Linked DNA regions of Sus scrofa: all the other regions are linked to region 3. The links are chromatin contacts, called in public HiChIP or PLAC-seq maps. All regions are on one chromosome and are shown on one strand. Each heading gives the region's core, a stretch centred on a gene start, on an enhancer-like site or on the middle of the called end of the contact. The rest is flanking DNA. Distances are from core to core; before and after follow the strand shown. Region 1 overlaps CABP7 (calcium-binding protein 7). Region 2 overlaps ASCC2 (activating signal cointegrator 1 complex subunit 2). Region 3 overlaps MTMR3 (myotubularin-related protein 3).

Region 1 (3,784 bases), core at 564-3,063, 230 kb after region 3:
GCCACACAAGCCAGCAACAAGCCTCTAGATTCTGGAGGGCCAGGAACCATTCATTCCATTCCTTGTGTCCTCGACTGGCACCAGCCTCCCCAGGGAGCCCATGGCCCCTGAGAGAGAAGATGTCCGGTGTACAGAAGCCTGAAGGTGTCACCCCCTTTCTATGGTGTGGGCCCGACCTGTCACTGGCCCCGGTACAGCCTTCCACCGTGTGCACAGGCCTGGGTCCCAATCAGCCAGGGTGTACCTTCCAGAAGACAGTGTCAAAGTCGGTGCCGTGGAACTTCTCTGGGATCCCCGAGGTAGAGAGCTTGGGTCCCAGGAGCGTCACAAACTCCTCGAAGTCCACTTGACCATCACCTAGAGCATGGGCACAGGTCCAGTCAGCTGGTGAGGCTGCACCTGGGCACCCTGGGCCACTATGGGACCTCAGGCAGGTCCACTTCTCAGATCCCTCAGAATCAATTTCAGGGATACCTAATGGGCCAGGCTCTGGGCTGATGCTAAAGCCACCAAGAGTGCTAAGGCCCCACCTGACAAGGTGGGGGCGAGGGGCGAGGCGAGTGGGCCTCGCAGGTGGGAGACACATTTCATTTCAAACCCCACGTGACTCCCCAGCACCCTGCTGCTGTCCTGGAGCGAGTGTGGGGCCGGACATCCACCCCACCACACAGGAACCGAAGCTCAGGATGAGGGATCCACCTGTCCAGGCCACCACCTGCCTTCTGAGTGGAGAAAAGGCCACGGGGATGAGCGGAGGGGACTGGGCTTTACTGCTCCTTATGAGTTTCTCCTTAATAAAATGCCAGGTGGCAAATACAACTAATTAACTGACTTTTTTATTCTCCGTGAAGGGAACTGAGATCTACTTTTCTGTACTTTAAAAATGTGGGGGAATACAGACCGAAAAGGGCAGAGTCTCCAACCTCTAGGTGTGGCCAGGACTGTTACACTCTCTCTGGCTTCAATGTTTTTTTTTCCTGGCTGCACCAGTGGCCGTGTGGAAATTCCCAGACCAGGGATTAAACCCACCCCACAGCAGTGATCCGACCTGCTGCAGTAGCAATGCTGGATCCTTAACCCACTGAGCCACAATGGAACAAACACCCCGGCCTCAATTCTCCAGGCTGGGAAATGGGGCCAGAACTGGCCACAAACTGCCATGGGCTTGGGGGAGGCAGGAGTGGGGAGAATGGAGGCCCCCGGTGGGCTCAGTTGCAGGGCTCAGGCCCCAGACTCAGCCCCTGCAGGTGAGGGGTGAGGAAATGAAAGCAGCAGGGCCTGGGGGGGAGGGGGGTGCTCACCGTCCATGTCCAGCCGCTGGATGATAACCTCCAGCTCCACCTCATTGGGCATGTAGCCCAGGGAGCGCATGGCTGTGCCCAGCTCCTGCTTGGAGATGAAGCCATTGCCATCGCGATCAAAGACTTTGAAGGCTTCGCGGATCTCTGTGAGAGGAGCAGAGTAGGTCAGGACTTGACTCCTGTCCCTGACACCCCACTTCCCAGACCCCCAGGATCCCAGAGCCTGCAGGTCTGGTCAGAGACAACTGGCAGGTGGCCCAAGAGTCCATTATAGTGCTGCCTCCCAGGAGCTCAGGGCAGGCCGAGCCGGCAGCAAAGGTATACCCTGGTTGGCAGCGGCAGCGTGAAAGCTGCCCAGGGGTCTCAGCTGCACAGGCCGCAGGCCGAGCTCCCATAGCTTCTCCAGGCGTGCTCGCGACGACCTCGTGTGGCCAGTACCACAGGTGCCACTGTGCAGGGGAGGACGCCAAGCCAGGCAGCCTCGTAGCCTCCAGGAACTGCCTACAGCTTCCCTGCCCTCCCCCACACACTCCTTCCATCCCCCTCGCACTTCCTCCCTGAGCTCAGCTCGTTAACATCGGCCAACACTCGTTAATGGAGGCCACGTGAGGCAGCTGCGGCTCCAGGCTAATGGGCTGGCAGCTTGGCTCAGAGTGCCTCCCAGGAGCCCAAGGTTTGGGGGAAGCCAGAGGATGGATGGAAGGGCTGCAGCACACCCAGGCCAGCTCAGTAGTGGGGATCACTCCCCTGCCATCGTACAGAGGGGGAGACTGAGGCCTGAGAACCTGGGCGACTCAGGGATGCGGATCAAGGTGCTGGGCTGAAGTCTGGGAACTTCCCAGTAAGTGACCTTAGGCCAGCCTCAGTCTTACCCGCAGTAAAATGAGCAGTAATGGTGTGAGGATGAAAGAGTTTTACCAGGGACATCCAGGAACTGTTGAGGGTTGAATGGTCCTAACCTCTCCCTGTTTACCTTTGTTCCATCTGTTTCTCTGATTGCTGTCCTTTCATTGTTACTCAGCCCAAGAGGGGTTGGTGGGCAGGGAATCTCAATCCACTCGCACCCTTTCTGCTCCGGCTCTTGGGGGTCTCTTTGTTCAATTCATTTTCACCTAAGCTGTTCCCCCAGGTGGGACTCCAGTAGGCAGAGGTAAGCTCGTGTGTGTGTCATGTGTGCTCATGTGTGTGCGTGTATTTGGAAATAGACAGATGAGATGCACACCTGAAAAATGAGACCCAGGAGGCTAGGTGCCCAACCTCAGTGAGGGGACAGGCCTATTTCTGGTGAGGGTAGGAATTAGGCTGGCTCAGGCCTGGCCTTAGGGATCTGTGAGCCCCTGAAACCAACTGTGGAATCCTGCCTCTGAGGGTCCCTCCTTGATTCTGTTGGACCTACTACAGTCCAGAGAGGATGGTCATATGTCCCAAGTCACACGGCAAGGTGGCTTGGGCCAAAGCCCCAAGCTTTATCAGGCTCTTCCTGCCTGGTGTCTGCACCCAAAGCCTAGAGGTTCCAGCTGACATGCAGGCCAGGCCAGAGACAGTGGCTATACCTGAACTGCCTAGGCCCCCAGACCCTCTGACTCTGACCACCCCCTACCCATCCCAGGCAGACCTGAGAATCTGGTCTCCTCTCCACTGGCCCCTTGGCCAGTAAAGCAGATGGGAAGGGAGATCTGGGCCAGGTCCAGGAGCTTCAATAAACCCTGGATTCTGGGAACTCCAGGCTGACTCCCACCTAGAGTTTTCCTGGGCCACTGAAGAGGTCGTGAGCTCCCCACGCCAGGGGTGTGTGAACAGAGGCCCAGCAGTTAGAGAGACTGCTGAGGGATTCCAGTCACCGGGAGTCTCTGGGCGATAGATGCTGACCTCTGCCTGACCCTCCACACACACACACGGGTTTCTGACTGGCACTGTTGTCCTTCTGACCCAGCCACAGGTTCTGCCCACCTCAGGTATCCTCAACTCCAGCCCTAGGGGCCCTTTCAGTCCTGATGAAAGGACGGTTCTCAGCAGGGACGGCCGCACTTCCCCAGCCCCTTCCCTGCCCCCCAGCTGACTCTGCCCCTCCTCTGGGCTCCCACAGACCCGACTCTTCCCCCAAGGACTCCTTCCTGACCACACTGGATCGTGAACCATGAGTGTCATGACAGCAGTGACCGGGTCAGTCTTGTTCCCTGCTGTGTCCCTGTCACCTGGAAGAGTGTCTGTCATTCAGGCATAACCCTTTGCTAATCAATGGTTAAGTGGATGACTGATTCAGGGAACCCACCCAGCTGGAGCACAGGGACAAAGGAGCTGAGCAGCAGTTCATGCTCCACTTGGTGTGAGGCCATCACTCAGAGCCCATTTACTCTTAGTTTACAAACGATCCCAGTAAGGGCAGCATCGACTTTCTATTCCCCAAGCCGGCAAGAAGCAGTAGGGAAGCTGAGGATGCTGCCTGTCCCCTTGTAAAGCCCCTAAGGATCCCGCCTCCACCC
Region 2 (3,777 bases), core at 808-3,307, 160 kb after region 3:
GTGAGTGAGCAAAATCACAGCCGGTTAGGCAGAGAAACAGTTACTGGGCCAGTTTGGTGAGAGCTGTGCTGGAGACAGGGGAAGAAGTTGGGGCCAGATCGGGGAGGGCTCCACACCAGACTTTAGCACTTGGGGAGCACTGCTGCTTGGTGGCTAAGAGAGCCAGCTCTGGAGTTGAAGTGCCCGTTCACACCCCAGCTCTATTTCTGGGTGTGTCACTTTGATCATGTTAATTAGCCACTCTAAGCCTGAGCTTTCTCCTCTGAAGAGGGGAAGACTAATGACACACCCACCTTGAAGGCTGGTTGTGGGGATTAAATATGAGGTAGTGCTCCCCACAGCACCTGGCACGTTATGGGCACTCGGTAAGTGTGAGCTGTGGTGGTGCCGAGGCCATGGAGCCTCTAGGAGTTTGGAGCAGGGCAGGGAGCCATCTGGTAGCAAGGCTAATCTGGCAGCATGCACGTGGGGAGGGTGGTGACAGGAGGCCATGGAGGAGGCCGGGGCTTCAGTGTGGGTTTGAAAGTGAAAGCCTGGTTGGGCTGCTGAGGCTGAAAAGGACACTGGGGAGGAGCATAAAGCAGAGCTTAGGGGGTCAGCTGGAGGTAGAAGTCTTAACGACTTTGGAAAAAACTGATGTCGGAAAACAGGAGGTGGGGAGCGGGTTGTGAGTGGAGGCAGGGTCAGTGTTAGATCTGTGAGCCATGAGGACCTGGGAGAGATGCTGTCTGGCCACTTCCAGATAGGCTGGGGTGGAGTGAGGAAGCTCTGCTTATGCCAGGATTCCTCATCTTTTGGGTTAGGCTCCCAAAAGCACTGGTTCCTTTGAGCATCAGATGAAAGCTTATCTCCAGGAAACATGGTCCCTCGATTTTGAGGTATTTTAGAATGTTTTCATCCCCAGATTGAGAACTCTAAATTAGCTTATTAGGGAGATCCTTTTCTTTGGCTCACAGAAAAGAGGGCAGGATCAGACATCAGGAGCCCCATCGTTGTGTGTATGTGTGTGTGTGTGTGTGTGTCTGTCTGTCTGTCTGCAGATCCCTTCTCCACACCCTCCGACACACACACACACACACACACTCACACATTAGCAGCAGCTCTTTTGAACCCTTGAGCAGAAGACACAAGACACAGCAAGGGGCAGCCTCCACTTTCTCCACCACAGAAGCTCTTGAGCAAAGCAGATCAGCTGGAAGAAGGTGGACAAAGGAGAGAAGAGGGGAGCAAGGGAACTAGCTGACCGTCCTTTGGTCAGAAGCCCAGTCCTTGCCATGTCCCCGCCTCCCACTTTTTTTTAAACCTCAAGGCTGGTGTTGTGAATCAGCCAAGTGGCATTGTGAAAGCAGAGCCTCTCAGTTAGACTCTTGGAGCCTTGGCCCCGTGCAGGATAGCCCTGATCTTTTTGGCAGTACCTTCCATCCACCCTGGGTTTCTGAGAAGGGACTCTTCGAGGGCTGTCCCTTACATTTTAATTATTTCTTTAAGAGATCAAAAGTCAGATCTGCACTGTCATCCGAATCAGATAAAGAAGTAGAAAGAGACTCCAAAGCCCCCAAGGGTAGATTGCGAAATGTGATCTATTTTGATCCTAATCAGTCACCCCTGTGACTGAGGCTTAGGCATGGGAAGGACTGTGAGAGGTGCTTTCCCCAATGCTTGGTGGTCCAGGTGTGGTGAGGCCCACTGTGTGGGCTGGGCATTATGAGGGGGGATGCCTGCTCCAGATGCTGGTGTCAGGGGGCTCTGCCCGGAGAAATTGACGCCTGCCTTATGGTGGACCTAGTTCTGGGAGGTCACTGCAGGCAGAGGGAGGGGACAGAGCTCGTTCTGTGAGGTTGAGGATGGTGTGAGGGAGGAATGCAATTCGGAGAATGGGAGGAGGATGGCCCGAGATGCCTGCAGAGGCCATATCTCACAGGGCCTTTTGCACCATGGTCAGGAGTTTGAAATTGACCTTGAGGATAGCAATAGGAACAGTTTTATGAGGAAGAGCAGAGGCTGATGGGAAGACAGCTCCGTCACTCCCTGCCAGTCAGGATCAGGAAGTAGGTGCAGATGGTCAGGACATACCTTCACAGGTTGAGAGATCAGCACCCATCTGGAGGCTGGAAGCACTGAGCAAGCTCATGCAGGGAAAACTCAGCTTTCTGGAATCAAGGAACGAAGTGGCCTCCAGGAAAGTGTTTACAGAAAGTCCAGCCACCTAGTCACTGGCTTACTCACCCAGCCCCATTTGGCTTTTGATCTTGTTCATCTTCAAATCCTCCAGGTTGGGGTGAGGGCTGCAGGGTTATCAGGAAGGCAACCAAGGACAGACCCACCCAAAGTCAGAGGACACCTAAAATTCAGAACATCCTGACAGACAGACAGCCTTAGATGCTGGGATGCTAGTGATACGAGGAGCCCAGGTGTTGGCATTTTGCTTCACCATGCCCCTCAGCTAGCCATGACCTTCCCTCCCTCCCCGCCTTCCATCCCCATTTAGGCAACTAGAACATCCACCGTCTATTCCAGTTACCATATGCTCTAACCTCCGCACTCAGAGCAGCAGCACTTGGAAGATAGTAAACACTTGGAGAGGGGCTTCCTTTTATAGGAATGACTGCACATGTGTGAGAAATATCCCTCCAGGTCCCTTTCAGGCTTCTCACCTTGGAGTAGGGATTAGAGTGGCTAGCAGATTCAAAGGCAGAGGGTAAGAGAATTTCTAGAGATAGGCCACCCTAGAATCTCTTCACATTATTGAAGGCCTGGCCTGGCAAGTATCCTGGATGGTCGCACCCAGGTTTCTTGAGCAAAGAAATCACATCTCCTAATTTTCCTGGATGACTGACTGCCATTTACAAAGCTAGTGCCGTCATACCAGGCACAGTGCCCAGGTGTGATCATTCCCTGGGGATGACAGGGTGAGCTGGTTTGACCAGGGTGGGTCTTTTACATAATTCACTGGGCAGAGGTGCTCAAAAGGTTAAATTGTACTGAGCAAGGTCCCTCCCCTACCCTGGGGAAGTTTCTAGGCTGGGCCAAAGCTCTGTGCCAGCAGGGCCTGGGGCCAGGACTGCTCTGGTGCAGGCAGGCTTAGGAAAGGGGAGAAAGGTCACAGAACACGCTGGCAACCATTTGTAATGTGTCCTCTCCATGCTCACTGTCTTTTCCCAATTCTTACCTTTCTTTTCTCTTTTCAGGAAACATCTTTCTCCAGCAGCCAAGTTACTATAATGACCTGGATGCAACCGTGCCCACCATCCTTCAGGTACCAGTTCTCAGCCCTGCCCGAGGGCGGGCAGGCTGAGGAGGCCCACCCCCCTTCCCCCCACTGGTGATGTTCCTAGACTTTGCTGGAAGAGTCCGGGGGAGATGTTTGCCCCTCATCTCACCCCTCCTCCAGACCCATCTCCAGACCATCTCTGCGTCCTACCCCTCCCCTCACTCCTTCGGATTTGTCCTTTCCCCTCTTGAACCAGACCGAAACCTAAGGGCTGTCCAGCACTCATACACAAAGAGCTTGAGGTGCATTTTCTTTTTTCTTTCTTTCTTTTTTTTTTTTTTTTTTTGTCTTTTCTAGGGCCGCACCCGAGGCATATGGAGGTTCCCAGGCTAGGGGTCGAACTGGAGCTGTAGCTGCCAAGCAAACGCCGGAGCCACAGCAACACGGGATCCGAGCCGCATCTGTGACCTACGCCACAGCTCACAGCAACGCCGAATCCTTAACCCACTGAGCAAGGCCAGGGATCGAACCCACAACCTCATGGTTCCTAGTCGGATTCGTTAACC
Region 3 (3,600 bases), core at 889-3,388:
CAACATTTTATATCTTAAGAGTTTCACAAAACAATACCCACCCTAGTGTGTGATACATTGTTGTTTTCTAGTCTTTTTTTTTTTTTTTTTTTGGTCTTTTTAGGGCCGCACCCGCAGCACATGGAGTTTCCCAGGCTGGGGGTTGAATTGGAGCTATAGATGCTGGCCTACATCACAGCCATGAGGGATCCAAGCCACGTCTGCAATCTGCACCATGGCTCATGGCAATGCCAGATCCTTAACCCACTGAGTGAGGCCAGGGATTGAACCTGCGTCCTCATGGATGCTAGTCAGATTCGTTTCCACTGAGCCACGACGAGAACTCCAGATATTTTCTATTCTAAATGTTTCATTTCATATTTCATTTTTTAAAACTTTGATTTTATGACCCACTGATGGATCACAACCTCCAATTTGAAAACCACTGCTTGAAAAAAAATTAGCAGCTCAGAATTCTTTCGTGATGCATCAGGTTAAGGATCTGGCATTGTCACTGCTGTGGTACAGGTTCAAACCCTGACCTGGGAACTTCTGCAAGCCACAGACGTGGCCAATAAGAAAACAAATTTAGCATTAGGTCTTACATACATGAGAAATTCAGCTGGCTTTTGCCAAAATATGTTAGAAGTTCACTTGTGTTTATTCTGCAGAAAAGTGCATACCAAGGACATATATTGCTAGATTTCCTTAAGAAATTCTCCTTTCGGAATTCTCATGTCTCCACTGATTCAATATTAGATATGCTGTAGTATCTCACTTTATTTTAAATATTAGGGTCATAAGTTTTGTTTGGCTTTATGTTTCCTTTTCAGTCCTTCCTGTGTGCCTCCCCCAACCCTAAATGAGGATTTGTTCCCTTCTAACACTGTATTTCTTTTGCTTTTTCTTCTTTCTACTGCCACACCTGAAGCATATGGAAGTTCCTGGGCCAGGGGTCAAATTGAAGCCGTAACTGTGGCCTACGCCAGAGCAACACCAGATGCAAGTTGCATCTCCAACCTATACGGCAGCTTGTGGCAACACCAGATTCTTAACCCACTGAGTAAGGCCAGGGATCGAACCCACATCCTCACAGACAATGTCAGATCCTTAACCTATTGAGCTACAGTGGGAACTCCAACATTGTGATTCTTATACTACAAATACAAACACAGTCCAGCAATTCTTATTTCAATGGGAATGAAAGCTCTAAAGAAATAAGTCGCTCTATCATAACCACAGTGTCAATCAGCAATCTAAAATAATTCTGCCCCCAAAAGTCCAGCTCACTGGGTTGTTCTGAGTATTCAAGCCTTCAGTTATATACAGCTTAAAGGCCTCAGATTGAAGAGCCAGGCCCTTAACCAGGATGTGAAGAAAGATAGTACCAAAGAAGGTGAGAAGTAGCTCTCCCAGATTTTCAAATACAGAGAAGAATCATTCTTTTCTATGAACAAAGGTCCCAGTGCAGTCATCTAGATGTATATTTACTGGACTGCATTCAAACTCACAAAACAGACTCTGTGGCAAGGGCCTTTACTTTATACTAAACAGGCAGCTGCACAACAGTATAAGACCCAGAGTCATATGCTCTTCATGGTTAAGCAAGATGTGTTTACTGGGCATGTCACAGGAGAAGTGGGTCTGAACCTCTCTAAACTAGTAACTGAATTTCCCAGTTATCAGTCAGACCTCCAAATTAATGCTTAAGTACAGACCAATCACCAAGAAATCAGCTAAAATGAGAAGGACGCCGAGCATATAGGAGAGAAGCTTTAAGCTTTAGTCCATTCTTTTTAAGAGTTTGAGAGAAAGATAAAAGAGTCAACAGTTTAACAATAACTCCAACAACAATGTAGAAACTTCTTTCAAAGGAGATTAAGACCAAGAGCTATGACCACAGTATGGTTGGCTTAACTATGACAGGGTCAACAGCCAGAAACTAAGATTTACATGAATACAAGATAATGATGTAATTTTCCCATTTTCCCCCTCTCTGACACATTCTGCTCTCAACAGGCTAGGCAGAAAAGAATCCATAAAAGGTTTCATTAAATTCTGAAAGACTAAATGAACTTCCACCCATGAGAGTCTATGCTTATGATCTCATGTGTTGAGGCAGATTATACAACAGTATGACTTTGAAATATCTCAAGTGCTGTCTCACCGAAAGATGATTTGTAAGAATGTGGTTGTCTGGCCTGCTCATTATTGGTGAGTAACGCTGTAGCCGCCACCAACACTCAACAATATTGGGTGGAGACAGAAGAACCAGGTTGACTTGCTTTCAAAATGCCACCACAGTATTTTTTAAGAATGTTTTCCTTTGTACTCCATAGTGAAAATACATAAAAGGCAAAAGCTGTACATATACACACTCCCAAACCAAGTCACTGAAGTACAATAAGAGTGAATGTGAGTTGTACCAGGTTAAATTCAGTGTGGTATATATATTGAAAAGAAACAAAATACAACCTTTACTCAGAGTAAGTTCTAATCAGTTACAATGACATCATCTTGTATGTTCATAATTTCCAAAATGAATGTTCACAAGCATGGCACATAGAAGGCACTGAAACATTTATGAGTTAAACTCTCCAGCATTAACAGATTTGATCTTCAAGATACCCACATCAGCTTGGGCAGGAAGAACAAAAATATTCCACTCTGAAGATCAAAAAAAACTAAAGTACAGGGAGGATAAATGCCTTGTCCAGGAATATTTTCAATTAAATGGCAATATACAAATTTGAATTCAGGTTTTCCAGTTCCTAGATCAGTATTTTACACCCCAAATGCTTCCATCCATCACAAATCCATGAAAAGACAGGAAACTATGGATATCTGTGTGTCTTGGTAAAATACCAGATATCTTTAAGAAGGGAAAGGTCTGGGGACCAAAGTTATCTCAGCTCAGGACAAAGCCATCTATAATTAATCGATAGGAGTTAAATTCTGACCCGGCACACATCTTAGGAACATCCTAAGAGTTGGCTCAAATCCTAAAAGAAACTAAAAGTATCAAGGAAATAAGGAATCATCTAAAGAGATGAGGAATTTCAGTCTGAATTTTCAGTGGTTGTGGGAGTTAACAGGTAAGGAGAAATTCAAGCCTTAACTAAACACTAGCAACCCTAAACTAGTGAACACCTTTTGGAGTTAAAAGTCTTAAACAAATCAAAGTTCCCAAATAACATATGTTAAGACAGCAAAATACAGTCGCTAACTTCATTATCCTAGAAAATGGGAGAAACTAAAAATCTAATAAATAAGATGTTCATGGTTAAAAATTCAGCAAATATGCTTGTAAGATTTGTGCATTTCATTGTACGTAAATATTACTTTTTTATACACTCAAAAAACTTGAAAAGAGCTATAAACAAGCAAAAAACAGTGGTATCTCATACAAAAAAGGAAAAAGAAAGATTCAATGGGTGACTGAAGTGAGGAACAGTTTAGACACATTCTCATCACCTTCCAAGGTTGGCATGGATGACTCCTGTGAACAACTGTGGGTTCCACCAGCCAATCAGGCTTGTGGGAAGCTTGAATTCCTGACTTTCCCTAAGGATCCAGAAGGGCCAGGTACCTCTGTTTTCCATCTCTGTATCCACAGCACCC

What was found. HiChIP or PLAC-seq counts read pairs in DNA pulled down with a chosen protein or histone mark.
Region 1: a contact with region 3 is called in an H3K27ac HiChIP or PLAC-seq map of alveolar macrophages. The contact joins two enhancer-like sites. A contact is called at or near these places in 1 of 5 promoter capture datasets (liver), 8 of 47 Hi-C or Micro-C datasets (embryonic fibroblasts, fetal heart ventricle, fetal skeletal muscle and 4 more) and 1 of 2 datasets of contacts at active chromatin or transcription factors (alveolar macrophages).
Region 2: an H3K27ac HiChIP or PLAC-seq map of alveolar macrophages shows a contact between it and region 3. The contact joins two enhancer-like sites. A contact is called at or near these places in 5 of 47 Hi-C or Micro-C datasets (alveolar macrophages, fetal liver, psoas muscle and 1 more) and 2 of 2 datasets of contacts at active chromatin or transcription factors (alveolar macrophages and skeletal muscle).

The regions. Positions count from the first base shown.
Region 1 is chr14:46,752,825-46,756,608 of Sscrofa11.1, reverse strand. CABP7 (calcium-binding protein 7) reads right to left here. Exons shown (of 5, transcript XM_021072790.1): 2 at 1,302-1,445; 3 at 245-357. Among named protein-coding and RNA genes, the nearest start is that of CABP7, 7.1 kb to the right of the region's middle. Within about 2 kb of position 1,813, at least 12 of the 83 cell types and tissues checked have an H3K27ac peak or open chromatin away from gene starts, as enhancers often do. A contact at or near this core is called in alveolar macrophages, where this site is marked.
Region 2 is chr14:46,822,466-46,826,242 of Sscrofa11.1, reverse strand. ASCC2 (activating signal cointegrator 1 complex subunit 2) reads left to right here. Exons shown (of 19, transcript XM_021072416.1): 5 at 3,189-3,256. Among named protein-coding and RNA genes, the nearest start is that of ASCC2, 18 kb to the left of the region's middle. Within about 2 kb of position 2,057, at least 38 of the 83 cell types and tissues checked have an H3K27ac peak or open chromatin away from gene starts, as enhancers often do. A contact at or near this core is called in alveolar macrophages, where this site is marked.
Region 3 is chr14:46,986,534-46,990,133 of Sscrofa11.1, reverse strand. The region is part of intron 7 of MTMR3 (myotubularin-related protein 3); the gene reads right to left. Among named protein-coding and RNA genes, the nearest start is that of MTMR3, 110 kb to the right of the region's middle. Within about 2 kb of position 2,138, at least 4 of the 83 cell types and tissues checked have an H3K27ac peak or open chromatin away from gene starts, as enhancers often do. A contact at or near this core is called in alveolar macrophages, where this site is marked.